Regions from separate parts of the Gossypium hirsutum genome. Here region 1 is linked to region 2. A link is a contact called in public Hi-C data. All regions are on one chromosome and are shown on one strand. The core of a region is the stretch at or near the end of the contact, and the rest is flanking DNA. Distances in the headings are between cores, read along the strand shown. Region 1 holds the start of LOC107901022 (fatty-acid-binding protein 2). Region 2 holds the start of LOC107901027 (sucrose synthase-like).

What was found. A called contact is a pair of places that touch in the nucleus more often than the background predicts.
Region 1: a contact with region 2 is called in a Hi-C map of leaf, with 3 times the contacts expected there. The contact joins the promoter of LOC107901022 here to the promoter of LOC107901027 in region 2. A contact is called at or near these places in 8 of 34 Hi-C or Micro-C datasets (anther, hypocotyl, leaf and 1 more).

What each region holds. Positions count from the first base shown.
Region 1 is chrD06:15,935,208-15,940,094 of Gossypium_hirsutum_v2.1, forward strand. It overlaps LOC107901022 (fatty-acid-binding protein 2), which reads right to left and starts at 2,630. Exons shown (of 11, transcript XM_016826838.2): 1 at 2,413-2,630; 2 at 1,230-1,868; 3 at 906-1,125; 4 at 402-477; 5 at 193-295. The coding sequence starts at 1,753.
Region 2 is chrD06:15,646,372-15,651,291 of Gossypium_hirsutum_v2.1, forward strand. It overlaps LOC107901027 (sucrose synthase-like), which reads right to left and starts at 3,544. Exons shown (of 14, transcript NM_001326897.2): 1 at 3,522-3,544; 2 at 2,823-2,928; 3 at 2,622-2,748; 4 at 2,387-2,538; 5 at 2,113-2,305; 6 at 1,646-1,981; 7 at 1,469-1,564; 8 at 1,201-1,374; 9 at 1,006-1,122; 10 at 759-925; 11 at 457-681; 12 at 1-368. The coding sequence starts at 2,920.

The DNA of each region.
Region 1 (4,887 bases), core at 1,380-3,879, 290 kb after region 2:
AAAGACTTTAGTCTGCATAGACAAAAAGGGAACAAGAAAACAAGACTGAGCTTGAAATCCGTCCCAACTCATGGCTTTGAAGTTGAACACACAGTTTATGAATGTTCCAAGTCCTCAATAGAGCCTTGATTGGCATTTGGGAGCAGTTAAACTTCTAAACTAACCGTCTTGAGCATGGAAATTCTTCAGTACCTAAGAAGATCCTGATAAAGTTCATTGTGTTTGTTCAGTTCATCCACTGGAATAGAGGCATACTTTGCACCCAATTTCTTGCAAACAGAGTATGGATGAATATCTATAAGGGGAAAGGAAAATCAAGAATAAGTAGTTGAAGCACTAGGAAAAGCACATCATTAATAACACAAGGTAGGAGGAATGAAGCAAAATCCACAAGCACTTACAAAAACCAAATGCATACACCTTCAGAGACTTAATTTTGATGATCTTCATGGTTCTTGATCCAGTACCAACAAGCACCTAAAAGCATAGAGACATAGTCCAAGTTATTGTAAAAAGAAACCAGAACCGCCAACATGTAAAGAATGACCAGATCATGTTAAAGTGATGCAAGTCCCCGGTGTGACTATTCAAGTTTGACCTAATGATGTTTTGTGATTCAAATTCCATGGCTAACCTATGGAAACTTTAAAATCAGTTGGTTTAAATTTTCAACAAAGGTGTCCATAATGCATCTAAGCAACCATGGAAAGTAAATGGCTAAGAGCATTTTAAAAAAGAAATAAATTTCCAGAGAGCACATAAACCTACATTGTGAATATATTAAAATATAAATAGGCTGCTTAACTGATGCAAGAGAAACAGATAAAAAAGCATATCACAGATGATTGATACAAAGTGGGTTACTGAATGTCAGACTAGCAGCAGCAATGCCCACAATGTTTTACCTCAGAAGCTAAACTAGAATTATTCTGTGTATCTAATATGTTATCCAATATTGTTGGGAACTCAATGCCAGTTCTGGGTTCAATAGCATGTCGTCTCCGGTTCAAATCTAGAAAAGATAGACTGCCGCATCCTTGACCAACTTCACAAGGCCTTCGATCCATGAGTTCTTGCATTTGAAGTTCAGTGTTATCAAGTGGAACAGGTAGTACCTTTGAAGATCTGATCACATTAAATCAAACAGCTCAATCAAAAACCATGTGAACAGACAAACATAACACAGAAAGGTAAAAGAGAATGGAATTTGTGAGATAAAAAAACCTTACAAGTTGTCTAATGGTGGTATCAAAGCTGCAGCTAATGATAGCAAAGGAATGTGTCGGAGTGCTTCTGCTTCTCCAAAGAAGCTTCTCATTGCATAACTCGAAATTTTACCAAAAACAAGAGGGGTGGCAAATAGGCCTCTTGAATCAGAGGCAAACCGATATCCGGCAAGATTATTCTTACAAGAAAATATGTGCTTAACCAGAACTGAAGATTCACAACTCCTAGATTCCAAACCACGTTGATTACCAGATGATATATCCCTACTCAACTTCGAAGTTGACATACTAGAGAACCAAAACAGTATAGCCCCTGTAAACTTCGACATACAACTAAAAGCTTCTCGAAATGCGAGACTACCAGGTACATACAAATGTTTAGAATGGTACAAAGAGCTGTCAACAAACGAACTAAACTGCGAAAACAAGTGAGCTCCCAAACCATTAGAAACAAAGGGCTCCATGGGAAAAATATATGGAGACCCTCCTCCATCTAAATCCATGAAAAACAACCAAGTATTCCGCATACTTTGGACTTCAGCTATATGCCCAATCCAGAAACCTTAACCTTTTGTTTTTTTTTTTTTTCTGAACTGAGCAAATTGGGTGGTAAAGTTTACCACCCTTAGAGAAAAAAAGCACCTACAGAGAAAAAAAAATGATGATCCAATTAGAATTCAATTATGATCCATTTAAGAACAAGGAAGCATTTAGTAAATAGAATTACCCTTTGATGAGAAGAAGAATGATAATAGTAAAAACGTACAAAACCTAAGCATAAATAATTGAGAAGCCAAAGGAACCAACAATGTATTTTTGAATAAAAATGACTAAAGCAATTCATTTAACATTCGGTACAATGAATGGTAATTTTTTTCCTTTTTATAATTAATAGAAGTAATCTTTGTTCCTAGAAAATGAATAAAAAAAATATAGCCGTAAAAGAAAGAAGGTAATCAATAGAAGCAATGCTAACTCCAAATTCATCAAATGCAACCGAAAAAAAGAAAGGTAAATAATTCTAAATACATTCTTTAACAGGAAACATCAACAAAATTTTCGAGAAAAAAAAAGTTGAAAACCGCAAAATTTAACAAACTTCTTTTTTTTTTTCTTTCTTTTGGATCAAAAATTTCATAAAAAAGAAAACCGAAAATGCAAAGAAAATGAAACGTGAAGAACGCACCTTAAATGACAAGGAAAGAAAATTGCATGTGGAGATCAAGAGATTCAGATTACGGAGACGGAAATTAGGGTTATTTTTTCCAAAAAAAAAAAATTCTTTCGTTATTTTTTCAAAGAGGTTTTTATTTGATGGGAGAGAGAAAGGAATATGCTGTGTCAAGGGGGGGAAATAGGCAAAAGGTTAAGAAAACGAAGCCACAGTGATTCACAGCTATGGGAAGGACAAAAGTGGAAAACTAATAAAAATATTATTTATTTATTTTGAACTTTTTGGTGACGGTGACGGTTTGGCCCCCACTTTATATTGTAACAAATTCCCACTCAATTAATTAACTAGTGACGGTTCCAATTAACCCTTTATTATTTAAACAAATAAAGTTCACCAATGACGTTTTAGTAGTGTTAGATAATGCAATATTAAAGGTCTTAGGTACGGGTAAATGTTATTATTTTGAGTTTAAATTTTATTATGTATAGATTTCTACAATTTTATTCTGATTTAGGTACGAATATATTTTAATTTTTAGTTTGTCTCTGCTTTGTTCTGATTTCTTGTTTTAGTTCTAATTGATCCGATTTGTATTTGTAATTGAACCTATAATTATATTTGTAAACTCTTTTTCTTTACTTAAATAATATAAAATAATTAAATAAATATTAAAATGGGATAAAGGTAATAATATTTATGAATCTAGGAAGGAGCTACAGTTAAAAATCGGTGCAGCCTTACCTATCAGCGGCACCCGTCTCCCCAACCACCGGTCACATCAAATTTTTAAAAAATAATATTTTTTATGGGTGTGGCCTGGTTAATCGACAGTACCGGACTGAAATGCGATGACCTAAAATATTTAAGGACCTGAAATGTAAATTTTTTATTTTGATTGAAAAAGCTTTAAGGGTACGAACTGACAGCTTGGTGACACCAAACCTCAAATAAGATAATTTGATTCATAAACCCTTCTTATTTATTATTTCTTTTTATTTCCCTTCAACACAAAAAATAGAGAGGCATCTTATCAATTAGTCCAAAATATTTTTTTACTAAAAAGTATTTTTGTAAAAAAGCTTATTCCAACTGGAAATAAATTTTATTTATGTTTCGAAAAATTATTCGAACTGGAATAAAATAATTTGAAAAACATATTTTTCGAAAAATAAATTAACTTTATTTCCAGTTAAAATCGGCTTTTTTTACAAAAAAATACTTTTTAGTAGAAAAAACTTTTTGGGCTAATTGGTAATAGGCCACTCTATTTTTTGTGTTGAAGGGAAATAAAAAGAAAATAAATAAAAAGGGGTTAATAAGCAGTTTACCCTTTTGAAGTTTGGTGCTACCAAGGTTTCAGGCGGCACCCTTAAAGCTTTTCAATCAAAATGGAAAATTTACATATTAGGCCCCTAAATATTTAAGGTCATCACATTTTAGTTCAGTGCCGCCAATTGACCAGGTGACACCTATAAAAAATTATTTTTTTAAAACCTGATGTGACCGGTGGCTGGGGAGAGGGGTGTTGCCGATTGGTCAAGCGACACCGATTTTTCACTGTAGTTCCTACCTAGATTCGTAAATATTACTACTTTTATCCCATTTTAGTATTTATATAATTATTTTATATTATTTTGGTAAAAAAAACCTAAAAGAAACAAATAAAAATTATTTTATGCCAATGAAGATTTAGTAGTATTGGCAAAGGTTAAGACCATGTGACCTTGTGTGGTCATGTTTGGGTCACATTATGTTCTAATGCCAATTATGAGTTTTCCTTCATAATATATTAAAATATGCTCCAAGTACTCTTCATACATTTTGAATTTAACCCCTTTACTTTTCAGATTTTAAATTGTAAGTTTTTTTTATTAATATTGTTAAAATTATTCTATTAAATTCATACTCATTTCAACATCATTCTTTTTTGTTGCATGGCTACTAAGTAAGTTTTTTTTTCTATTTCAAAATGTCACACCAGTAAATTTAACAGAAGAATTTTAATGATGTTAACAATTGGCCCTAAATTTTGAAATTTAAGAAATAGATGGACTAAATTCTAAAAAGAAACTAAATTCATGAAAACAAAAGTAGATGGACTACCTTTCAAATATACGAAGTGTACAGAGAATTGGAATATATTTTAACCATCATATTATTCTAGGTTAAGTCCTACCATATGTGGGTCATTTCTAGATTTATTCTGGTTTAAGTTTGGATATATTCTAATTTTAGTCGATTGTGCTTTATATTAAGTGGATTCTAGTTCTAGTTGATCAAATGTTTATTATTTGTGGTTTGTACTTTTCTTGTACTTATTATTATATTTATAATTTTACTTGTAAACTCCTAAAAATACTTGTAAACTCTAAAAAATAACTTTTATTTTTTTAAGGTAATTATATCTTGACACTTGAATTTGATTTCAATGTTCAAATTGGTACGTAAAATCGGTACACAATTAAGACAATCATTTTTACAAAAAAA
Region 2 (4,920 bases), core at 2,294-4,793:
AAGTCATGGCTTCAACAACCGTTAATCCAAAGGCTTCGTACAATGCTGGTTGTACGAAGGCACCCCTTGTGTCGCAAATGTAGCGGTACAGCTCACCGTTCCTAACTCGGTTCATTTGCGATGATATCCATCTGAATTGGCCGTTCAATTTGTATGTTTCTATCAGCTCAAACATCTTCTTCATTTCGGCCTTCTCTTCTAAATCTTCGGATTCCTTTCTCCTGTCTCCACCTACGACTACAAGGTTAACCAACTCGCGAAGCTTTGCATTCTTTCCGTACCACTCGACGAGTCCGGTTAAGTTCTTAACACGGTCCAGCCTTGCCATTGTGAATAGGATCGGCTTGTTGCGGTCGTTTAGCACACATCTGTTGGGACAACGATGAACAAATCATTAGTTCAAATAGGAATTTGCTAATAACATGTAGGTAAAACATTTTGGTGTGTTGTACTTACAAGTGTTCTTCGTTCTCGACTTTGCTGTAAAGGAGGTCTTCAATCTCGGGGTGGAAATGCTTCAACCTCCTCTTCTCCTCGGTGTAAGGGAAGTATATGCTCATGTCAGCACCGGGAGACACGATGTTGAATTTGGGATCAAATACGTCGATACCGTGTACGACTCGGTATAGACCAGGAAGAGTGAAAGCAGTGTGACTCTCATATTGACCAACAGTGTCCTTGCTGAAATCATCACAATATTGTGTGTTAAAACTGTACAAAAACGCATATCAAGAATACATATACACACATATATATACCTTCCTGCAATTTCTTGGAAAGTACTAGTGATGATGAAATCTGTATGGTTCATTGCAATAAGATCAGCTGTAAATTGGCAGGAGAAATGGTATTTATCCTCGAGCTTCTTCCAGTAAATATCGGAATCTGGGTACTTTGTTTTCTCCAAAGCATGGGCAATGGTACACTGCAAAAGAATGAAATAAAATCAGCCATTATACTGAAATATGATAAAGGGAAAACAAAGTGAATTAGTCTCTAAAAAACCTGTGTGACTCCCAATTTATGAGCCAGCAACGAGGCAACAATGTTACCGTCACTATAGTTTCCGATGATGAGATCGGGCTTGCCTTGCAACTCTTTGGAAATTTCGTGAGCAACATCCTAAAGCCAAAGAGATTTTTACTTGTAAATATTACAGATTATCTATAGGAATTGGATACAAGAAGATCAATGGTTCACCTCAGTGTAAGTTTCCAAGTAGGGCCAGACTTCGAATCTCGAGATCCATCTACGTACAATTCCCTTCTCTGTTCTAAAGGGTACTCGGAGGATGTCTGAGTATTCCGTTCCGTATACCTTCTCGACTCGTTGACCACAAGTTGTTCCAACGGCATCAGGGAGAAGTCTGGTAATCTGATCAGCAACAACAACCAAAATCAGATATTGGAAGGAAACCAAAATAAATCAATAAAAAGTTCATAAAATACTAATAACCAACAGCTCTTACAATTAAGATTCGAGGGGTAATGTTGAGTCCTTGCTGCTTGATACGGAGGAGCATCTCGTTCTCCAAGGCACGGACTTGATCCAAGATGTATACAACCTATAAGTAATAAGTTGAAGGATTTATACATTTACAAACTTAGTTTTATACACAAATTATACGAAGGCTTGGAAGGCTAACCTGGCCACCGGTGTCGGGGTACCCCAAAACGTTGTCTTGAGCAAAGTATCCGTGAGGAGTAAGGATGACAACATTGAACACCATGGGGACTCTCCCGAGGAACTTCTCAAGGGTGCAAGGATCAGGGGCCTCGAGAAGATCCAAAAGGAGTTGGATCATCTCCAGCACACGCCCCGCGGTATCACCCCAACCTCTCTCTAAACCGATTTCCTGGAACTTGTGTTCGAGTTCAGCGTACGGTGTCTCAGCTGGCAGTGTACCAAGATATTCTTCTGCCTTCCTCAATACATGTTGAAGGGAATTCAGGTTTTGAATTCTGTCATTCAACATCATGTTCTGCAAAAACACCAACTAAGACATTCAGGACACTAAATCCATCATTTAAATCTTATGCTAAGAAATCTATGTTTTAGTATATGCAGATGTCAACTATAAAACACAAGTAACTGGTGCTTTATGTTGCATACCTTTCCTTTGTGGCAATGGACTTTGAGGAATTCAAGCAAAGGGTGCATGCTCTCCTTGTCATGGAACAATTTAGCCGAAAGGTGGCGGTTGAGGAACTCGACACCATTACCGATAGACTTGGAAAGAGTTGAGCGAGGGAAAGATGCATTGAAGGGCTCAAAATCCAATTCCAAAACGAAATTGCCATTTGCACTGCAAGAAAAATCAAAGAAACAGTGTTAAAATGAGCATTTACGAGTGAAGTAAACAAAAAATGAACATTTTTCAAGATACCTTCCATCAACAAGCTCTTCCTTGAAGTGAAGATACTCAGCAACAGTGAGTTCCTCAACAACAAGGGCGTGGACATTCACTTTAATATACTCCCAAACACCAGGCCTTGGACGAACTGCAAGTGCAACCCATGGTGGCAACACGATCGCTTCCTACAACACAAATGTCACTAAAATCAACACTAGTGTCACAATAAAACCCATAAGAGAAAACACAAAAAGGGTTTGTTTTATACCTGACTGGATCTCAATATTTCAGAAAATGCTCCATCAGCGAGCTTCTTTCTGGTTTCTTCAGGGATGGCTTCAAACTCTAGGATAATTTGATGGTGTTGCAGAATCCCTTTTCCCTTACCCTCGATCCTACAATAGAAAACAACAAAACTAAGCATTTCCAAAAGGAAAAGCAATCGTTGAAGGGGTTATATTTAAATTACCTTGTGAGCAAGGCCAAAACCTCGTTTCTATGGGCAATAAGGGTGTCATCCAGACGCTCCCGGAGGCTGTGTACTCGGGTGATCACACGCTCTGCCATTTTTCCAACTAAAAAAACAGAGCAAAAAACAGAGTAAGTGATGATGTAACATGATTATTAGTAACGGAGATGGATAAGCACCAAAAAAAAGTCAAAACCAACATAGATCGTATACAATTCTAGAAGACATTTTTTTTTCTAAACCTACCACCTTAAGCCACCAACCACATGGAATAGACTTTAATGTTAATCAAACTATGGTTACTGTTCAACTTAATTTTGTTGCAACAAAACATTTAGGAGATCTGATTTTTATTCTTCTTCTTTTTTATTATTTAATTAATACCCATTAATTGAAACCGAAAGATAATATTAATGGAGTTGAAAGAAAAATCTCAGAACAGCCATTTATTAAGTGGAGATGGCAGTGTTTTTGTATAGAAATTGAAGCAGAGTAACCCCTCTGTTGGTCGAGAAAACAGAGTTTTTGTTTCAACATTTTGAGTGGAGAAATAGTGTTCCTTGGCTGGCGAAAGAAGCTAGAGCCCAAGTCTCAGAAGCAGAAGGTGAAGAAAGAAGAGCAACATGGGGATGAAGAGAATTCAAAGGCAAAGAAAGTAAAAGAAAGAGAGAAACAGAGGAGCAGGTAAACGAAACTAACCAAAGGGAGGGGTTTAACAAAACGAATGAGAATGGAATGAGAGAAGCTGGAGTTTCAGCCCGAATTTATAGAAGAAGAAAGCTGCAAATGCAAACAAAGGACACACAGTAACTGCTGTTTAGAAACTTAATATTTGCGCTTCAATGCCAGTAATAATCGATATTTGTCTTGGAAGGAAAATAATGCTGTAGATTTATTAAATAAGGGTTAAGCTGGTAATTACAGACACTCAATTTTTTATGTTTAAAGATTTTAAGCAAATGTTTTCTTTTCCAAAAAGCGGAGAATGAAGCACTGTTACTGCACTCACCAATCATTCAACAAAGCAAATTTCCTTTTTTTTTTATTTAATCTTAATCAATTCAAGTGGAACTCTTAAATGAAATTTGAGAATAAAATATTAATTTTGTTTTCTATTCCACTTTAATTTTTAATGAATTTTCATCCGCTAATTAAATTATTAGGTTGGTTTGAGTTAGGCATTTCAACTATATTTTAAAGTTGGTACTTGTCATTAAAAAAACAACATGTCAGTCAATCATCCTCTCACTAAAATATAAATAAATATTAATATTAATATTAAATAAGAAAATTACCTCCCCACCCATCCCTAATTTGAAAAATTTAGGGTCTGTTTGATAGGGAAAAATATTTTTCGGAATTGATTTTCACATTTTCCAGTGTTTGATTGGAGGAAAATATTTTCCTTTTGAAAAATCAATTCTGCAACACGGGAAAATCAACCCATATTTCCGAAAAATGTTTTACCCCTTAGAAATCGGTAAGACATTTTCCACAGCTCATCTATTCACCTTTGAAACCATTTCCACAGCTCCTTATCATCCCTGTCTCATCTTCTCTGCTATTGTTGCTAATTTTTAAGCTGTATCCACAACATTTGTGTTTTGTTTTACTGCCGACAGTCTTCCCTAACCCTATCTCTCCTCCTCCCTTTTTTTTCCCAAATCCAAAATCAAGGCATCAAGCTACCTCCGTCCTCCATCGATCCACCTCCACCCAGTTCCAGAATCAAGCATTTAAGGGTTTGTTTATTCTCGAATCGCCAACAAATTCGTATTTAAGGTAAACCATTTGTTTACTGGTTGATATTCATAATTTGTTTGCATTCTATTTTGATTTTTGGGGTAATAATGTTGCTAATTTTAGCTTTTGCTTTACTGCCCTACAGTCTTCCAAATCTCTAACCTTATCGTGCCCTCCTCCCTTATTTTTCCCAATTCCAAAATCAAGGTAATGTCTATGCCCTAACGGTTTTTCGTTGTGTTTTTAAGTTGTTTTATTCGCGTTGTATTTTGCATAAGGTAATGTCTGTGATGTTTAATTCTATGTTTGTCCTTTATATTGTATTTTTTTCGTAATGCAAGTCTTGGTGTTTTGC